Regions from separate parts of the Mus musculus genome. Here region 2 is linked to region 1. Evidence: chromatin contacts called from public HiChIP or PLAC-seq data. All regions are on one chromosome and are shown on one strand. The core of a region is the stretch at or near the end of the contact, and the rest is flanking DNA. Distances in the headings are between cores, read along the strand shown.

Region 1 (4,849 bases), core at 672-3,171:
CCCACGCAGTGCCCAGTGCCCAAGGATAAGTTAGAACCTGACCACTGTGCCCATTTCCTCACAACCTAGGCAGAGGAAATATGACCAGCCCATTGGGCCCTAGATATTTTCCTGTGTCTCAATCCCTAGGTATCAGGCATTACGGAAGCTCAATGCTACCATCAACTAAATGCTGTGCACGTTCCTAAGAGGTTGTAAGGACTAGGGAAATGTATTCACCAGGTTGTACGCAATAGTGAATGGACTCACCCAGTTGTGAGGAATAGTGAATTCCTAGAATGTGTTCACCAGGTTGCAAGGACTAGTGAATGTATTCACCAGATTGTGAGGAATAGTGAATAGGAATACTCACCAGGTCACCATGTTTTCCTCCAGGTGATGTACAAAATGTGTTGCTAGTCATTAGGTTCATTGTAATTCATCTAAAATAGTATCCAGATGAAGCTCACTATTTTATCTAGATGATTGCATAGTTTAAGACATATCTGAAGCCAAGTCTAGGAGATTCTGTGTATATTCATTCTTAGACTGGTTGGAAGGCCACACACGCCTACGTCTCCACTTCATTTTTTTTTCATTTCTCCAAGAAAACCTCTCCTTGGTTTCATTCCAAACTTCTAAGCTTTTTTGACATAGTGTCAACTTTAGCTCAACCCTCACCACATGGAAGAGAGTGTCCAGAAATGGCTTGCAGATGAAAATCATTAAGTACTAGAACGTTCCAGCGACCCACTGACAACCTTCTCCAGAGGGATGTTTAACCACACATCCCCTAGACTTACTGGAGTGAGGGAAGTATCTCTCTTGTGTTTCTCATTTCTCCATTCCTAATCGAGACAGAAATATCCAAGAATTTTGTGGAGAAAAAAAAAATTCAGAGTTCCAAAAATGTAATAGTCAAATATATTGCTGTCTTTGTGGGTCTTTTTATGTTTGAAAGTATATGAGTTTAGACAATGGCTAATAAGTGTTTCAGATGTCAGGGTGAAGTCAGAATATGTTTGACTTTGAAGCATTTATAGTCTAGTAAGAAATATAGTTTAAGTTTTATCCTCAAATATGTATATCAATATATACTGGGAAGTTTCCAAGGTTGGAACTTGAGAGTGTTGGTAACTGGGATCTATGAGACAGAGAAAATCAGCAGAGAAGAAAAAAGAACATTTATTGAGCAACTACATCTCATGAGGATTTTCTCCTAATCTCATACCAAGTCTTCACAGTCAAGAGAAACTGAGATCTGAGTCAAGACTCACGGAGCCCACAACCCCAGCTGTGACACACAAATGACACACACTGTTACACTTACGTTATTGAGATATTATCCTTTGTATCACGGGGACTTCCCACGGTGAATGGTCATATACAAATAGTGGGGAATGTCAGAATTATACTGTCAGCATACCCTAGAGGCAAGGGTGTCCATACTCTGTCAGAATAACTGCAAAAGTCTTAACACTGACTGAGATAGCCCCAAAGTAAGTAACCCCAAAGTAAGTAACATTATAATCAGCCAACTGGAGCTGATTTTCATTCCTGCTAAGATGTTTTCAACAACCTGCCCACTTTACTACCCTTTAGAAAAACCTAACTAATTAATTGACAAAAGCTATGGAAACTCTCTAACAAACCAAATCTTCTGTGCAGCCCCAATATAATAAGCAATATAAGTGAAACTGCTCTGGGGGAGGCAAAGTAAAGATGCATTGCTTCTGCCTGGCTCTGCCCGAACACCCAACAGTCCCCAGGCCTCTGCCTTTGAACCTCAGGAGGTTTGAATACTATGCCACCTAGTACTGCTGTAGAAATAATTACTCTAGGAACTACAAGTTGACTGTCAGGAAATAGCACAGTCAGGACTTAAACGCCCTAGAATAACCAACACCTCCATTGCCTGGCCTCAACAGAAGAGACGAAACCACAACAAAGAATGTAACGAAGATTCTGATGCCCTTAATCTCCTGATACCAGAAAGCCTGAAGGCAGGCTCCCATGCCTAAAGTCTAGTTCCAAAGCAATTCTCTACAAGTATGGATAACCGGGGGAGTCAAACCATTTATATTCAAGCATCAGCATGAATATAAAAATGAACTTGATGTTATCCTAATTAAAGTATCAATTTAGACTATATCATTTCAAGTGCAATGAAGCAGAGCTGAAATTGGAAAGTTAATTATGATCCATCTTTATTATTCTGATTTGGAGTTTACAGCTGCTTAGAAATTAAAATAGAAAAAAAAAAGAGAGAGAGAGAGAGTGAAACAGAGGACTACAGCTTGGTTCTAAAATGTCCTCCAGATTGGTGTGTTAACAGCTGGGTCCCAGCAGAATGGATCCTTTAAGATGTGGTGCCTAATGAAAAGTCCTCAGGTCACATGGGTATCCCTGGAAAGGTTAAAAGAAGCCTGCCTACTTTCTCTTTTTCATCCCAGCTTCGCCATGCTGTCTTTCCTCTCAGGGAGTAACGTTAGGCCTCAAAGCAATGGAGCCCATGGAAGATGGGTTGGAATTTCCAAGATCATAAGCCGAAATAGCGTTTTTCTTCCCCACAAGTTTCTTGCAGCCATCTTTTACGGTGATAAAAGGCTGACTGTAACAAAAGCATAACCAGAAAGCTGGGAAGTCGGAAGGCTTCATATTTAGAAAATGTAAAAGGAACACAGTTTCTCAGAGCAGGAAATGGGGGGTCTCCTTTGGCCCATGTCTCTGGCAGTGTTAGGTATCTCATGATAGGCAAGTAGAGATTTAATAGGGGTGGAAATAGAACAGGCTGTCCTGCGACCTCCAGATGATTGGCATATATTTTCTCCTAGTTGAATTTCCAACCTATCTTTTGGATTTCAAATAACCCCACCTAGAATTTGGTCACTGAGTTCTCAACAGAAATAAAAGTAGAGTCATGAAGACTGGCAGGCCAACTAGATTTAAAAAAAAAAAAGCTATAAAGTAACTAGATGAACCAACTACAAACTACTTATTAGTGAACTCAACATTAATAAAAATCAGAGAGATCAAGGGAAAAACCTAATGATGCAACTTTCAGCCAAATAGACTATGAAAAACTCAAGATGATATTAGTCCAAGGCGGGGATGTAGAGTTTTCATCTGGGGCATTAAGAAGGATGAAGTTGCTTTCACTTGAGATCTAGAAAGATATGAGGGCAGGTTTGTGAAAGAAACTACAGAATTCTGGTTTGAGCATCATAACTTTGAGGTGTGTCTACAGGAGAGCCAAAGTGGCAAAGCCAGGCAGGTGACTGGTTATGCAAGACTAAGGACTAAGTTAGAATTTAAGCAAGAGATATAAATTTAACTATTACTAATCTGGAGATGGTGTTTAAAATCCATGAGCTTAGATTAGCACACCAAGCCAATAAATGTGGATGAAATAGAGAATAAGATCTAAGACTGAGTCTAGAGAGATGACTCAGCAGCTAAGAGCTCCTATTGTTCTTCTGAAGGACCCAAATTCAATTCCCAAGACCCACATCGAGCAGCTAACAACCACCTATAACTCTAGTTCCAGGGACCTGATAACCTCTTCTAGTCTCTGAGGCCTTGCACAACACATACAGACACACACACACACACACACACGTGCACATTAAAATAAATAAAATAAATCCCTTTTTTAAAAAGACCAAAAGCACTGCTGGTGAACACTTCTAATCCCAATGCTCTGGAGGCAGAGACAGGCAGATCTCTGTGAGTTCAAGGCTAGCCTGATCTACAGAAAGAGTTCCATCAAAAAAATCTCACACATCTCAAAAATATTAACCCAGAATTGCTCCTGTATAAAGGAAATTCAGGGACAAAATGTGGAGCAGAAACTGAAAGAAAGGCCATCCAGAGACTGCCCCACCTAGGGATCCATCCCATATGCAGACAACAAACCCCAACACTATTGCTGATACCAACAAGCACTTGCTGACAGGAGTCTGATACAGCTGTCTCCTGAGAAGCTGTGCCAGAGCCTGATCAATACAGATGTGGATGCCTTGACTGGTACTGAATCTTGGCCAAAATATCTTTCACTAAAAGAAATCTGTTTGTTATAGAAGTTTTTAGCCAGGCAGACCTTCACAGTTAAGTATTATACAAAAGAAGTGGTCTTCTTTAAAAATTCTCAAGGTAAATTCCCCACCCTTGAAATTCTGAATTATTTGCTTTTTATTGTTTTAATTTGATTATTTTTTCTGAATTATTGCTTGTTTTTGTTTTAATTTGATTGTTTTGATTGGTGACAGAAAATAGTTTCTATAACCCTTTAATTTTATAGAAAGAAATAAATATTTTATTATAATTTTTGTATATTCCCCAGGGGAGCGAAGTGGTACAGTTGACAGATAAAGCAACACCATGGACATATGAAAACACGTGATTGAAAAGTGGATCCAGGGAAATCGTAGGGCAGCTGTCTTAGTTAGGGTTCCATTACTGTGACCATGACCACAGCAACTCATAAAAGAAAACATTTAATTGGGGATGGTTTATAGATTCTGACCTTTACTTCATTACATTCATGGCAGGAAACATGGCACCATCTAGGCAGAAACAGTGCTGGAGAAGGAGCTGAGAGTTCTACATCTTGATCTGCAGGCAGCAGAAGGAGACTATGTGACACACTGGGCATAGCTTGAGCATAGGAGATGTCAAAGCCTGCCTCCACAGTGACACACTTCCTCCAACAAGGCCACACCTTCTAATAGTGCCACTCCTTGAAGGAGGGAACTCACATGAGCTGCCGTGATGATGGAAGAAACTGAGATGAAGACAATTCAGAGTCTGTCTGGCGTGAATAGAATAATCTCTATGTTCACCTATGAGCAGTTCCAGAAGCTAAGAAAGT
Region 2 (4,849 bases), core at 1,079-3,578, 410 kb before region 1:
GCTAGGGGTGGAACCCCACTAGCCCCTCCCCAACCCACGCTTGGACTTTACCTGGTTTGACCTTGGCCTTGTGCATGAGAGCCCAGCCACCGTGAGTTCATGAGTCCATGTGAGACAGCACTGGCCTATCTAGCAAATACTGTCACAGGTGATTTGAATTTTGACGTGATTGCATTGATCAAACCAAATTGATTTTGCTCTTCACCCTCCTCCAGCCTCACACCTGTTTTTAGTCTCCTCCCCTTCTTCTTAGTGTCTTCAGATGGCGACTATCTGACTATCTCCCACTCCCAGACCCCTTTTCTGGAGATACCCAGGCCATGAAACTTGGCCAAGGCTTTCTTAAATCTCCTCAGTGTCTGCCATATTTCGTACTCTCAGATCTTTGTATGCATAGGTTTTGGTTTGCAGTGCAATGGGCTCTCCATCTTTCTAAATTACCTAGAGACTGAGCCTCTGGAAGAGAAACTGTGATGGTGTCTCTCTTCACAGCTCCCTAGAGCGAGCTGGATGGTGCTCACACTTTGCATCTCAAGAGACAGACCTGAGATCCTAGAGCCAGTGAATGCTTCCTTCTGGGTTAGAGCATGCAGGCCAGATTCAGTGAAGGCTCTCGAGCAGCTTACTGTGGACTATGGCAGGTCCAGTAAGGACATCACAAGGTAATTACACAGAACAGGCAGAAGAGAACTAGACATGTCAGAGGTAAAGTTGATAAGAAGACAGAGCAACAATGTGGCCAAAGACCAAGGACTTCTAAAGAACTCCAGCAGTCTATAGAAGTGGTAAAAGAAGAGAACACAGCCCTCATGGCCAGGGATTCAGAAGACTATGCAGTCTCCTTAAACTGTTGATGCAGGACCCTTATCCTCTCTGAAAGAATAAGCTCCTGTCTGTGTATGGTACACAGTAAGTGTACTGGCTAGTTTTGTGTCAACTTGACACAGCTGGAGTTGAGGAAATGCCTCCATGATATCCAACTGTAAGGCATTTCTTCAATTACTGATCAAGGGGGAAAGGCCCCTTGGGGTGGGACCATCTCTGGGCTGGTAGTCTTGGGTTCTACAAGTCTTCCACTTGGCTGAGCAAGCCAGTGGAAGCAAGCCAGTAAAGAACATCCCTCCATGGCTTCTGCATTAGCTCCTGCTTTCTGACCTGCTTGAGTTCCAGTCCTGACTTCCTTTGGTGATGAACAGCAGTATGGAAGTGTAAGCAGAATAAACCCTTTCCTCCCCAACTTGCTTCTTGGTCATGATGTTTGTGCAGGAATAGAAACCCTGACTAAGACAGTAAGGTAACACACTCCTTAAACCTCTTTGGAGTTGGTGTATGGAGGAATTGAATGGCCACCAGTGGATCTGCACACAGAACCTAGAGCTAGCCCAAAAGAACATCCTGATGGAGCACAACAGAACATCTGCTCCTATGCTGGGACCTAGACAAGGCCAATTTCCAGATAGTACTACAGTGACATGACCCATGCTTCAAGCCTTCTGGGCAAGTACTTCTGCTACCTTGGGCTATCAACACCCTCCACAACTGATGGACCATGGGGTAGTAAGCATGGAGATTAGAAGAACTGGATGGTAAATGATAGGCATTTTCGTAGGCATAGCTATTGCTGTCCTCAGCTCCTCACTTCTGCCTTCACTCACCTATTCATCCAGCTGTCCTAGCAGCAAGGGAAGAGAAGGTGTTTTACAGAAGACAAAGTTCAACACTGCGTGTGATCCAGGAGCCAGGGCTTTGGGTGAGTTAGACCCAGCTTCCCATTCTGTGTCCTATTCCTATCCACATGGCACCAACAGTGAGGAAATGGACTTGAGAGAGCCTCAGTGTATCACCCCCCAAAAGGTATGATAGTGCCTACTTTCCAGCAGTGGGATATGGGGATATGTCTTGTGCAGTGACTATTGTCAGCTTGTCACAACGGGTTTAACTTTCTTCACTGTATCTCTAGTATAGAAGCAGTAGGATAGACAAAACAGTTGAATAGCTGCTAGAGCTAGGAATTCTGGGAAATTTTACTTCTATATCATTGTAAATCTCCCATAGAGCCTGGCATGTTCCTAGGTCATCTTCATGAACATGTGGTGAAGGAAAGCATGGAGAGGGGGAGTAGGAGGGGGAGGAGGAGGAGGAAGTGAAGGAAAACCTAGTCCATCTGTCACCTTATGATCTATGAAAGACTCCTTCCCAAAGGAAGGTAGAAGGTAGTTTGAGAACTCTGTCAAAGGGTTTTCCTCTTTCATACTTGCTGTGAGTCACTTCATCTCATCATGACCTCCTTGGGTCTCTGAGATATCTAAGCAGCCTGACTGAAGACAGAGTTTGACAGCCCAAAGTCTTTTCCCTCAACTGCATCAGCCAGACCATAGCTAAGGTGTTGTACTTCTCTTAACCCAAGAAAAGATCTTGTCTCTTATCTAAGATCTGATATTGTTAACCAAGCACACAGCCTGTCACCTGCTGTACCACATTTACCTCATAGAAGGGGAATTGCAGCTACCCTTGCTCACTCACAAAGTCACTGAGGGGTCTGACAGAAAAGGATCTCTGTCACTTGCAGAGCTCCACTCTTATGGAAACCTGTAACAGATGTGCTCTCGCTGTGGTGTGAAGGACTGATATTAGATCCTCAATCCAAGCAATGAAAAAAAGTGAAATATTCACACAGAAAAGGAAGAGAAACCTGAGCAGGCTGGGGACATTTGAGGGACATGTTTCTGTCCTGCCATAACTTATGGGAATCACTCCTGTCTAGATGTCAGGTGCTTCCCTGCACTTTTCCACAGTGTTTTTGTGTTTACCTAAGAGTCCAGCATCCATAGACTGCTCCCCACTCGCCCCACCAACACATTTCTCATCCCTGGGGACATCTTTCCTTCTCCAAATATGTACAAAAGCACCAGCCCCAATGCTGGCTGTGGGCTGGCTGAGCTCAGGGCTATTCTGGGGCAGCCGTTTTGCACGCCTGCTAGAGGAGGATTAATGAGCCAGTCTGCTCACCCATTGCAATTAGAAACAACACCACAACTATTCTGAGGCTATTTCTATGCAGGGAGCTTGAACTGCTCATCAGCCCTCCTCACTCAGAGACCTGTGGGTAATTAGGGCCCTGTTAAATATAGGAGACTTGATGGTTAGCAGCCCCATCTGCGTTGTCACCCTCGGCTGGCACCCTGAGAGAAAGAACAAGGGGATTTCACGTCAACCTGCAGAACCAGAGCCAAGAGCGCCCTGGCCTTTTAGCCCAACACAGGCTTGAATGCCAGGTGGGATTTAGGAGTGAGAGTCGATCAGTCCTAGGAAAGCATCCTGGTATTCATGGACCTAGATTAGCCGAGCCGCAGATCTGACAACTACGGAATCATCAAAAGGATGATCCGGTTTTCACTAAGGCCATGGTGGGAATACTGGGTGTCTGCATCTCTTATATTTGAGCAAGAACAGCTTAAAGGAAAACAAGAAGAGAATGGAGTGGGCTAGGAGGAGGACTGGAATGTGTGATGGTCAGAGCAGCCTTTGAGTCCGCACAATTATGGGAACTTTAGGTGATTAGGAAGCATTTTCTGTCCTATGACAAAATACTCCCAATTAAGCAGATCGCATTGCTCTGGATGTGACAATCCATGTCATCCTTAAGCTGTCTCCTTGTATTGCCAGAGGGGCTGGGGACTGAGAAGTGTCAGCTATGTATTTTAGATTCTCCTAGTGTCTTTTTTTTTCCTTTCTAGAAATTAGGAGGTGGTAGGTAAAATTAGGTACATAGCCAGAGCCTACGTGCCAGGGAGACATCAGGAGTTCCTCTGACTTGTCTCTACGACACATACCTCTTTGTGAGTATGTTCTCTGAGCCCCACTACTCAAACTGTGAACAATTCAAACACTACCTGAGAATGTGGCAGAAATGTGGCATGGTCTCAGGTCTACTGCTTAGAGCCTGCCCTTTAACAATGTTCTCCTGTGATCTATAGAAGCATCCAAAGTTTAAAGCGTGCCCGGCAGGAGGCATTGCTGGGTTCCTGGGAGCAGACTTCAGTGTTATTAAGATTAGCCAGTGTGAAGCTGAGGAGAGGTGATGGTGTGCAGCTGGGCCAGTATGAGGCTATTTTGATTTCATCCTGATGGATGGAGAAGCTTAGCACTCCCAGGATAAAGGGAGAAATGGTGTCCATTATGGAAGGGCCTCAGTTGTCTGTAACTTCACCTCTGGATCCTATCCTCCATATGTGCCCTTTGTATCCTTGGATGAGGATTGTGGCCAGATACTGTCCATATTTAGATTGTACTTTAAAAAATAAAGTACCAGGTCCTCCCTCTCCCCTGACCAGCTTATAAGATTCAGTTGCCTTTATGGTTAATGTTGTTCTAGAGGGTGGTCCTCCACTTATCACAGGTCAGTGACTGATGCTTGAGATGGGGACATGGCTCAGTGTGTTCCCAGAGCCATATACCTGGTCCCCCTGAGGACCCAAGCTCCTAGGCATGCTACTTCCCTTGGTTTTGCCAGACCTCTGTTCAGTGATAGGAGCCATTCGTGTCAGGAGTGGATTATTGGTGCAAAATGGCTCCCACTGAAAAAGGAAAGGAAGTCACTCATTTTCTGGGTACTTGGGGGACCTGCTGGTCATGACGGTCACTCTGAGGGCTAGGATAAGTGTTGGAGCTCAGACCTCTGAGGCCCATCTGGTGAGCCGGCTCAGTTATTTCATTTCAGAGTGGTCATGTGGGCTGTATTATTCAAATTCTTTATATTTTACGAAATCACGAGGGTAGGCAACCACAGTCATCCAGGTGACAAGCTCTCAGCTGCAAAGTGCCTAGAGGTAGCAGACACTGGTGACAC

What was found. HiChIP or PLAC-seq counts read pairs in DNA pulled down with a chosen protein or histone mark.
Region 2: a contact with region 1 is called in an H3K27ac HiChIP or PLAC-seq map of T-cell acute lymphoblastic leukemia, with 2.8 times the contacts expected there. The contact joins two enhancer-like sites. A contact is called at or near these places in 1 of 484 Hi-C or Micro-C datasets (adipose-derived mesenchymal stem cells) and 2 of 115 datasets of contacts at active chromatin or transcription factors (SST interneurons and T-cell acute lymphoblastic leukemia).

The regions. Positions count from the first base shown.
Region 1 is chr1:183,682,098-183,686,946 of GRCm38.p6, reverse strand. No RefSeq gene overlaps it. Among named protein-coding and RNA genes, the nearest start is that of Gm39724, 53 kb to the right of the region's middle. Within about 2 kb of position 1,921, at least 4 of the 459 cell types and tissues checked have an H3K27ac peak or open chromatin away from gene starts, as enhancers often do. A contact at or near this core is called in T-cell acute lymphoblastic leukemia, where this site is marked.
Region 2 is chr1:184,088,915-184,093,763 of GRCm38.p6, reverse strand. No RefSeq gene overlaps it. Among named protein-coding and RNA genes, the nearest start is that of Dusp10, 57 kb to the right of the region's middle. Within about 2 kb of position 2,328, at least 10 of the 459 cell types and tissues checked have an H3K27ac peak or open chromatin away from gene starts, as enhancers often do. A contact at or near this core is called in T-cell acute lymphoblastic leukemia, where this site is marked.